2 separate regions of the Rattus norvegicus genome follow, and region 1 is linked to region 2. A link is a contact called in public Hi-C data. All regions are on one chromosome and are shown on one strand. The core of a region is the stretch at or near the end of the contact, and the rest is flanking DNA. Distances in the headings are between cores, read along the strand shown.

Region 1 (4,521 bases), core at 1,909-4,408, 230 kb before region 2:
CTGGTATTCATATCTGTCTTTCAGATGGTTACAGCTTTAAACCAGCTGAAAATTTGAGAATGCAACCTTGGGCCCAGCCTGCTACCTTAAAAAATGTTATGGCCGTTGACTGAGTGTAATGAAGCCCAGCTGTTGTGGTTTCCTCGCTGCTAGTTCTAACAGTGCACACAGAGCTATAAATCAAGGAGACACGGAGGAAAGAAACTGTCTGGGTCCTCTCTTGATACCTGCACCTCACTGTGGTGCAAAGTGAGACTCACCAACTCAGGTGGCCAAAACAAGCAGATGTTTAGCACAGCTAAGTGTAAAGTGTTGGGGAAGTGACTTTATAGGCCTTTGGCTGAGATGCTCACATTTGAATGTCATACACAGGAAGTCATCAGGTAGTGGAATAATATAAACAGACCTTACCTCATGAAGTGATTTATTTTGGATTCCTGGCAGCAGCAACAGCCTCTAGCACAAAGGAACATAAGGACTTATTTCTTTTATTTGAGAGATTTTTCCAACTGGTAAGGGCTGTCTGTCATGAGGGAGTGGGGGCACTGCTTCCTTAATTATAGAACGTATTCATCATCAGAGGGACAACGTTCACTCATGGCAGTAACAATTCCCAAAGTACTCATAGCGCTATGATATCCAGCCTCTCTGATAACCTGCGGAAGGAGAAGGGATCATTGTCTAGAGTGAATATGTGGGGAAACTGAGGTACCACAGGGCAATCAACAAGTATGCCCAAAGCCACAAAGTGGTTAAAAAGTAGAAGAGAAATTGAAGTGAAGTCTTATGAGATGGGAGCTCTTTCTACTCTGTTAGAATGTAGCCAGTGGGGAATGAGGTGATCTTACATAATGATCAATACAAGAAGATGCAGCAGTCTTGGCTTTGTCTTAGTCTAACTTAAAAGACAAGGGGATAGGTCTTATGGCACAATGACTGACAAGCTTGCTCAGATTAAACTCAACTAGTAGCGTTGTCTTACTTAGATTCCAGCTCTCAGTATACCACTTACTATGTGATCATTTCCTCCCTAGTCTCCAGTTTCCTAATCTGTGATGGGATGACAGGAATCTTTCCTCATTAGGCCAGTTGTGGAGATTCAGTGAGGTAGTAGCATTTGCAAAATACTCAGCGTTGGGCCTGGTACAGTGTAAGAAGTCTGTAAGTTTGTTAAGGAAAAAAAATAAAACTAGTCTATTCATCCTGTTATTTTGTGGGTATACTGAATTCAGGAAGGGTAAATTAAACATTTATGAAAAAATGAGAATGATTTTGCAGTAAGATAGGTAAGATGGTGGAAGTCAAGTGTAGAGGGAATGGCTGTAGACTGTTCTATGCCAACCCTTCTGAAGGGGAAAGAGTGGGAGATCTTCAGCTTGTACACAGACACTTCTTGTCTCCATCTAACCTCCAATTTTTAAATAAAAAAAACTGTCTTTTTAGTTCTTTAAGTCAATAGTGTAGGTATAAACGCTCCCTTTAACAAGATGAACAGGCCCAGTCAACTCCCCCAACGCCAGGACCAGAAAGTCGCCTTGGTTTCTCGCTCTGCTTATTTTAGTCAGAAACCAGCTTTGACCCAGGGTGTTGGAGGGAAGGGATTCGGGGAATCTGGAACAAGGTGGGGACTGATCAATTGCAAAAACCAGACACCGTGGCCATAAAAAGGAGACAGGAGGGAGGAAGGCTGCGAAGTGAGTCATCGTGTTTCCACACCGGACGGTTACCTCATTGAGACCGAGAGGAACAAGATCTGCTGATAGGGTCATTCCTATCTGTCAGATGGCAGGAGGAAATGAGTATGCCATTTGGAGGACTTCTTCTAGGATGTTTCATTGTATTCTCCTCCTCGCTGGATTGTAGTCTTTGTTCTGGGAGAAAAAAAAATCCCATGAGGATAGAATTCTGGTCTTGTTGATCTGGGTTCAAGCTCCCTGGTCCCTGGTGAGCTCTTCTCACATCTTCTCTGTTCTGCCACTCCACTCCACAGAAATGTACATCTGGTCCTGAAGAGATTACTTAGCAAAGAGATTGAGAATCACAGAAAAAGGTTAATGGAGTAACACTGCTTCTTCCTTTATAACATGGATGTCGTTGGCCCTGGGCTAGAAGCCACATGAGCCCCAGGCCTCTGTTGCTTTGGGTGAATAGGAAGCTTCAAGCTCTCATGTGTCCACTGTAGACAGGTGAGACTAAGGAATAAGAACTGGTTTGACTCACACTGCCTGTCTCAGATAGTTCCTCTGTTAGCTACTCTGGGGTCACTAAGCGTCTGTAAAGTACCAGTAGAAAGGGATTCTGGTCAACCCAAGCAGAAGTCAATTTGATGAAATATTTAGAAGTAGCTGAAACAACTATACTCTATGTGTTTTAAAATCTGGACATAAATGAATTCATCACCTTGGGATAACAGTGTGAGATAGTTTCCATTATTATCTCGTAGGTAAAAGAGCTAAACTAATCAAATTCCCCTGACACATGCAATTTGACCTCTGAAAACTGCTTAACTGTTACTATGGAAGTCAGTCATGATGATATTGTCAACCCCGGTGCTAGGCAACATTGCTTATGGTGAGGCTGACACTTGATTGCAAATTGTTTCTATACCAGGAGCACACAAATCTGTGTTAGGAAGCTACAGTTTTGGGCTTTATTTAACTCTTGGAACTGGCAATGCCCTTATTGTGGGGGGACCTGTGCTTACAGATTAGTTGCAAGGACTGGCACTAGATCTTTGTGGAGAGTAGAAGGCACGAGGGTTATTAAGCCACAGGAATTCCTGGTTGGTATAAATTTTAACTCTTGAATCTTACTGTGTTGACCATGGCAAGGACTCCTATGTGGGAGAATATCTGATAAACTTCCAAATAAACTAATGCCAAAGGTGGAGTCTGTTGCTGTCTTGTGAGTTTGCCTATTGATTTGAGCCCAAGAGAGCAATGATGAGTATTGGATATTGCTTTTACCTGAGGCAGGGTGATGAAAACCTTCTGTAACTCATGGTCACGCGGATGACAAATGATAGAGCTGTATTCAACCTTGGGCACATTGCCTCCTAAACGGTTCACCAGGGCACAGCTTCCTGGAGGAATTTGCCCTAGATATTTTAGCTCATGGGTCCTTCAGCTCAGTGTGCAAATTCTTGGGGCCTTACAAACAACGAGTGCCACTGTTGCTGAGATCAGACAGGGCTTCAAGACAGATGACTAACGGACAGTAACCTCTCCATGTATTTCCTGTTTTGACTGCTGTTGTTATTATGAACATATATCACTATGGGGAGCTGCCAGGTGGCCAGATCTCACAAATTCCTCTGCCAGATGTTAAAGCACTCATTCATCTACTCTCTCTCTGCATCACCCATTTGACAGCATGTCGAGAAATCTGACAATGACATGACTTGGCAGTACGTCATGTGATGTGAGGCAGCAACCGTTGCAACTCCTAAGTGATGGAAGTCTTCAGTGGCTGGAGATGCTGGTGCAACTCATGGTGAACAATTAGAGATAACTGGGAGAGACTGAGGGGAAGGACTTTGGAGAAGCAAGAGTTTTCTAGGTCATAGAGACAGCTGGGGTTTGGTCACAAACAGGCTCTGGTTGTAGTAGAAATAATGGTTCGGGTGAAATTTGGGATAGGAGACAGAGCAAGATGACAGTATAGGCTGGGCGTGGGGAGTATTTAGAACCAGCTCTTGAGTCCCAGGTGGGATTGGCTGGAGAAGAGGGAGGGAAACTGAGTTTGCATTTACTGAGGACTTCAGGAGAAGCCACACAACTCCAAAAAATATGCCTGGATCACAGTAGATGGACAGTGACAGCTTGGGGCTTCTGGGATGGTCATGTGGTTCAAGTTCAAGATGGCTGGGGCCAGGGCAAGGGTCCTAACACTGGGTGTTTTAGAATCTACCTCTTCCCCATACACTAGCCCTTTATTTTGTTGGCTATGTTCTCTGGGTCTTCTTCCTGATCACCTCAAACTTGGGAATCTTTTCCCCTTTACTCTCAACTCCAATATTCCTAAGATTCACTGGTTCCCTGGTTAGCTAATAAATAAATTCACAGAACACTAACAGTAACACCGATTAGTGATGGAGATATTTATCTGCTTCAAAGAATATATTTTTATTTAGCCAAGCCACAGGAACAAAATGTGGGAATTTCAGATGTTTAGCCATTTCTACTGGATGATGGGAATAAGCAAGAGGATTTTTGTCTCAAGGAGAACAATGAAATCTGGTACTGTTAGGTTAGGGCCACCTTCAGAAAATGATGTTTTTTCTATAGGATCTTAACGCAGTAGGGAAGAATGACCAAGTGCTTTAGAATTCACAGTTTTCTGCCTTTCCTGTCTGCCGGAGATTCATATTTGGTTCATTGGAGTGTGGACTTTCCTGTATACAGCAAACAAACCAAGGCGGGGGTGGGAGTTGGGAGTGTGTGTGGGGGGAATATCGGGAAGAAGGACTTTCAATAGCCTCAGAAGCCAGACTAATTTGAGCTATACAGTGGGGAACTGGGG
Region 2 (5,189 bases), core at 2,141-4,640:
AGCAAATCTTGCATCTCTGGCAACCGGGCCATGCTCAAACTGAGAAATAGCATCGGGAGTTCACGCATCCACAGAAGCCTTTGTCCCAGTAGCATTTAAATCTCTGGGGATAAGAGGTTCTTTCCAATACCAGAGGGTCAGACTGCCCTCATGAACAATGCTAGTTAAGTCTTGGAACGCTTTTCCCTCTTCTAACTCCCCAGTTATACATTTTCCTCTGTGGCCAGTCACTGAAGCTGAAAACAGTCTCTTTTTGAGGGACACAGTGCCTTCTTCTAAAACGAGCGAGCGGCAATCATTGGCTCTCCCCGCTTCCTCCCAGCTCAGATGGAAAAGCCTTTAAACTGAGTTCCCAGTGGTTCCCTTCCCCCCTTTCCTGGAAACTTTCATCATTGCATTGGGAAAGGATTCAGAAGCAAGACATGGTGTAAAAGCAGCTTCATGCAAAGAGGAAAAAGTAAGAGGTGGAGGTGGGGCGGGTCACTCCAAGAGTTGCCTGGCAACTGTGTGGTATTATCTCCAGTGAGGGTCTCACTCCCCAGGTGACCTTTGGCACAGTAAGTGAAGAAAAATAGCAGACTCAGCATTTTTGTCCACCCTGTCAGGACTTTCCAACCTCGTCATATTTCCTTTATCAGCCTTTCAGGCTGTCAGAAAATCCTTAGAATATTTATCCTTCAGGATGCCTTTCCTTTTCTTTTAAATGCAATGTCCAAAGCACTGGTTTCAGACAATGAGAATTTCTGTCGGCATGCAGACAGATCTCTATAAGGAAAAAGGCACCGGGCAGTGTCTTCCTGGTGAACAGCCATGTGTCAGATTGCGTCTACCCATTTCCGGAGTTCCAAAGGGAAGGGAGGAGGGAAAAGTCAACTCGGAGGATGTTTGAGGTACCTTTTATGATGGAGGAGAATAAGAGTCATGCGTGGTAGGAGAAAGAAGGAAAGGGAAATACACCGAGGAGCTGATTTAGACAACATCTTGGTGAACTGATATTTTATTGGTGGGGAGATGTGGAAAGATACCTTAAATAATTCAGCATCTTTGAGCGTGAGAATGGGGAATTAAAAATGCCAACTTTTTTTGCTAAATTGGTTCTGCTTTTATTCCAAATTCCAAACAGGCGGAAAGGGCCAGCTTTACCCTTTGTCCCAGTGAATTGTGTGTGAACTGACGTGCAGAGACAGGAAGGGTCGCTGCTCCATGGTACTGGCTTATAAACTGAGAGATCAAAGTCTACGTCTCTGTTTGTGAGGACAGGGAGTTTTACCGTTTATAAACGTTAAGTTCACCTCTATGGAGCAATCATAACCTTCAGCTGTTATTTGTAAAACTGTTAATGGGAAAAAGCAATCTGACAAGGCCTGCGAGTGTCTGCTGGTCTGACCTGAAGACCACGTGGTTTTCACGGTTTTACTGTGTACGGTGACTGTAGGATGATGTCATTATGAGGTGAAGGCAGGTACCAGGTGGAATGAGGCCTGTCATTGGACGAGAGGGAAGGATGGGCGGGAGAAAAGTTTTAGAGAGGAGGCTGGAGAGAGGGAGGAGAGAGGAGCAGCGGAGAGAACATGGAGATGGATGTTAAGACTCCCCTCTGCACATTTACAGGTTGTTATGAATGTTCTAAAGGGATGGATGTGTACAGGGCTTTGTATGTCTAGGTGGGCAATTATATATTATCATTGGATCAGAGGTTATTGTGTTGTGTGTTCTTTCATGTGGCGATTTAATTGATTTCAAGAGAGTGTGTGGTGGCTGGAGACACTGGGCTGCCACAGAATTGGGATGTGTGTGTCTGACATGGTGGCAGCCTGCCTTGGGAACTAGATGGGTAGAGAAATTGTTGCCAGGGTCAGAGAGAAGCCATCGGCAGTGTGATATGGGGTGGAGCAAAGTGGGTGAGAGGCTTTGCTGACTGAGATGAAGACGTCTACCAGATATCTTAGGACACTGCGGTGCCAAACCTAGGACAGGGTAAAAGACAGATTTTTTTTTTTTTTTATAATTTTACAGCAACAGGTGAATCTGCAAAGAGAGGAGAGAGAGAAGACGTGAAAGATCCATTTTCACCTGTGGTTCTCTGCGGGGGTGGGGGTGGGGAGAAGGCTCAAAAGCTCATCTAAGGGACATCTTGGAACGAGGTTCACTGTGACAATGCTTCCTTCTACTTGATGCTAGCCTGGTGGCAGGTTAGCTGATGGTACTGGGCTACGGACAGAGTTCTTGCTGTGTTGTTAAGTGTGGTGTGAGGAAACACTAATCAGGTAGAAAAAAGAGAAGAAATGTCCTTTGACAAAAAGACTGACACAGTCTCCAAATAATATTAATCCATAGGCTAAGAACAGTTTTCCTACCCAAACCAATGAAGGATATAATAATTGCATTTTAGCTTGTGCCTGTCTGTCTGTCTGTCTGTCTGTCTGTCTGTGTAAAGGACAGAAGTCAGCCTCATCTGTTCTTCCTCAGAAACCATTCACCTTCTTTTTAAAGACAGTGTCTCTCACCAGGACCTGGGATTTGACAAATAGTCCAGTCTGTCTGGGCATCCAGTCTGGGAGATTCACTGTGTCGATTACTCCCCACTGCTGGGATTGCAGACACAGGCCTTCTCTTCTCATCTTATGTTCACATGTGTTTGCTGGAGATCAAACTCAGGTCCTCAAACACTTTATAGACTGAGCTATCTCTGCATCCAAAGTTACCGATCACCTCCGTCACCTCCACCACCACCACCACCATCACCATTATCACCACCACCACCATCACCACCACCACCACCACCACCACCACCACCACCACCACCACCATCACCACCACCATCACCATTACCACCACCATCACCATTATCACCACCATCACCATCACCACCACCATCACCATCACCACCACCATCACCATCACCACCACCATCACCATTATCACCACCATCACCATCACCACCACCATCACCATTATCACCACCATCACCATCACCACCACCATCAGTATCATCATTTAAGAATGGAGTTTCACTGTTGGCTTAGGTTAGAAGGGAACCCTAATTCCCAGGTAGAAGACACTGCCAATTGAATCTCACCTGACCAGGCAATGAAAGCAACACGTAAGTCAGAATCAGTTTGAGGTCTTCTTTCTTTCTTCTAGTACATTTGTGACATGCAATGTCAACATTCAAATCTCTCTCACCACTTGATTTTTTTTGTCACCCCCACCCAAAACCCACTCGGAGGCAAAGTCACCTTTGACCTTAATAGCAAGAATGAAGCAAAGTAGGTAAGCCACATTCCTCGGGGCTCAAGTATTTTCAAGTGCTCTTAGAAACAGCTCCTTAGTGTCTGGTTCCAATAATAAACGCAGAGCCAACTTCCTGCTCTCTCTACAGTGTGAAATATTAGTCATTCACTCAGCAGCCATTCCCGGGACGAGGGCTGTGGCACCCAGTCTTACTTGGATGAGTCACTTTGGAGGCTCGGAAGCAAAATGCCGGTGCAAGAAACTGTTCATAAAGTGATTCTTTTTTTGTCAGCATCCTTTGTATGGTTCAGGGATGAGAGCTTCTTCCTAGCAGCCGAAGGAAGAAGAAGAAGAAGGTTGCGTAAGTGTGAACAAACAGAGCTTCCAAAGGCACTCAGCTTTTTCCACTAAGTTTGTTGTAGTGGCTACTTTTTAAAAATTTAGATGCCATTTTATTTACTTATATACAAATGCACCTGTACCGTGGCATACATGTGTAGGTCAGGGAAAGCTTGTAGGATTTGGCTCTCTCCTCCTTCCACCTGGACTTGGGGGTTGAACTCAGGGACTTTTGCCCACTGAGCCATCTTACCAGGCTATGGTAACTACATGTGAAATGACATCATTAAGATTCTATACCAACCAAAACCTTTCTCTGACTCTGAAAGGACCAGTTGGCTCTCTGGTATACTCGACTTCCTCTGAAACATCTGGACCAAGCAAAGTTTAACCAAGTTCCCCTGGACCCATGGCTTGGCAGGCAGGCCAGCAACAATACAGGGATATTTTTCTGGCAAAATTTATCATTGAGTTTAAATACTTAGAAGAAGTTGAAGGGAGGCTGGAGAGGTAGCTCAGCAGTGAAGAGCCCTTGTGAATTTTCTAGAGGACCAGGGGTTCAATTCCTGACATCCACATAGTTGCTGACAACCATCTGTAACTTCAGGTCCAGAGGTTAGAGGATTCAAGTTCTTCCTCCAGCCTTTACCGGCACTGGATGTACAAGGTAAGCAGACATACAGCAAGGAAGACACTCATACATATAAAATGAAAAGACATAAATCTTAAGAAATATAGTTAGAGAATGTAAAGATAATAGACAGAAGATCCTCCTGACCCAGTGAATGGTGACATCATAGAACACAGGAAGAAGGGTAAGGAAGGCTGTTTGCAGGAACTGTCACATGGAAACATTGCCCCACAATGGTAACATAGGACCAGAGTGGGACAAACGAGTTCCTGTAAAGCAGGGTTCTCAACCTATGAGGCGCGACCCCTTTGGGGGTTGAGGGAGCCTTTCATAGGGGTTACCCTAAGACCATTCAAAAGCACAAATGTTTGTTACAACTCACAACAGTAGCAAAATTACAGTTAGGAAGTAGAAAGGAAAGTGATGCTATGGTCGGGGGTCACAGGAGAAGCTCTATAAAAGGGTCGCAGCATCAGGAGGGTTGGAGGGCACTGCTGTGAGGGGTAGAACGCCTTTTGATATCCCATCTCTTCTGTCTTCCTATAGCAATCTCTTAGGAGCTGCTACCTGGAGATGCAGGCTAAACTGAGCAGTGAGGCTTCTCTTTGGCGACCCCGCTGGTATTCCTTCTGTTACTGTACTTTGCAATTTGGCCACCACATTTTCTGGGTCTTCCTGTCTTCCGCTGACATCATCTCCTGCTCTCTGATGACATTTTTTTTTCAACCTGACATCTTTGTGTCATGCAGCACTGTCCTTTTCTATCTTCCAGGATGACCTGTTCTGTGCTGTCCCAGGTCTTGATGGGCGGTTGAGTAACGATGCCCTTTGAATGAGAAGTGGACGCTGGACTTTCAAATGAAAGCTGTGTCTCACTGTGTTTCTATGCCTGGCATTTAAAAGGTTGTTTGGATCAACATTTTTCTTTTAACTTTAAGGATTAACTTCACTGGAAAAAAATAGGTATTTGAGGCTTAGGGAGGAA

What was found. Hi-C and Micro-C count contacts between places; a contact is called where the count stands out from the background.
Region 1: a contact with region 2 is called in a Hi-C map of the A7r5 cell line, with 1.4 times the contacts expected there. The contact joins two enhancer-like sites. A contact is called at or near these places in 2 of 12 Hi-C or Micro-C datasets (the A7r5 cell line and liver).

What each region holds. Positions count from the first base shown.
Region 1 is chr9:81,185,483-81,190,003 of GRCr8, reverse strand. No RefSeq gene overlaps it. Among named protein-coding and RNA genes, the nearest start is that of Mreg, 100 kb to the left of the region's middle. Within about 2 kb of position 3,158, at least 3 of the 93 cell types and tissues checked have an H3K27ac peak or open chromatin away from gene starts, as enhancers often do. A contact at or near this core is called in the A7r5 cell line, where this site is marked.
Region 2 is chr9:80,959,177-80,964,365 of GRCr8, reverse strand. No RefSeq gene overlaps it. Among named protein-coding and RNA genes, the nearest start is that of Fn1, 250 kb to the right of the region's middle. Within about 2 kb of position 3,390, at least 19 of the 93 cell types and tissues checked have an H3K27ac peak or open chromatin away from gene starts, as enhancers often do. A contact at or near this core is called in the A7r5 cell line, where this site is marked.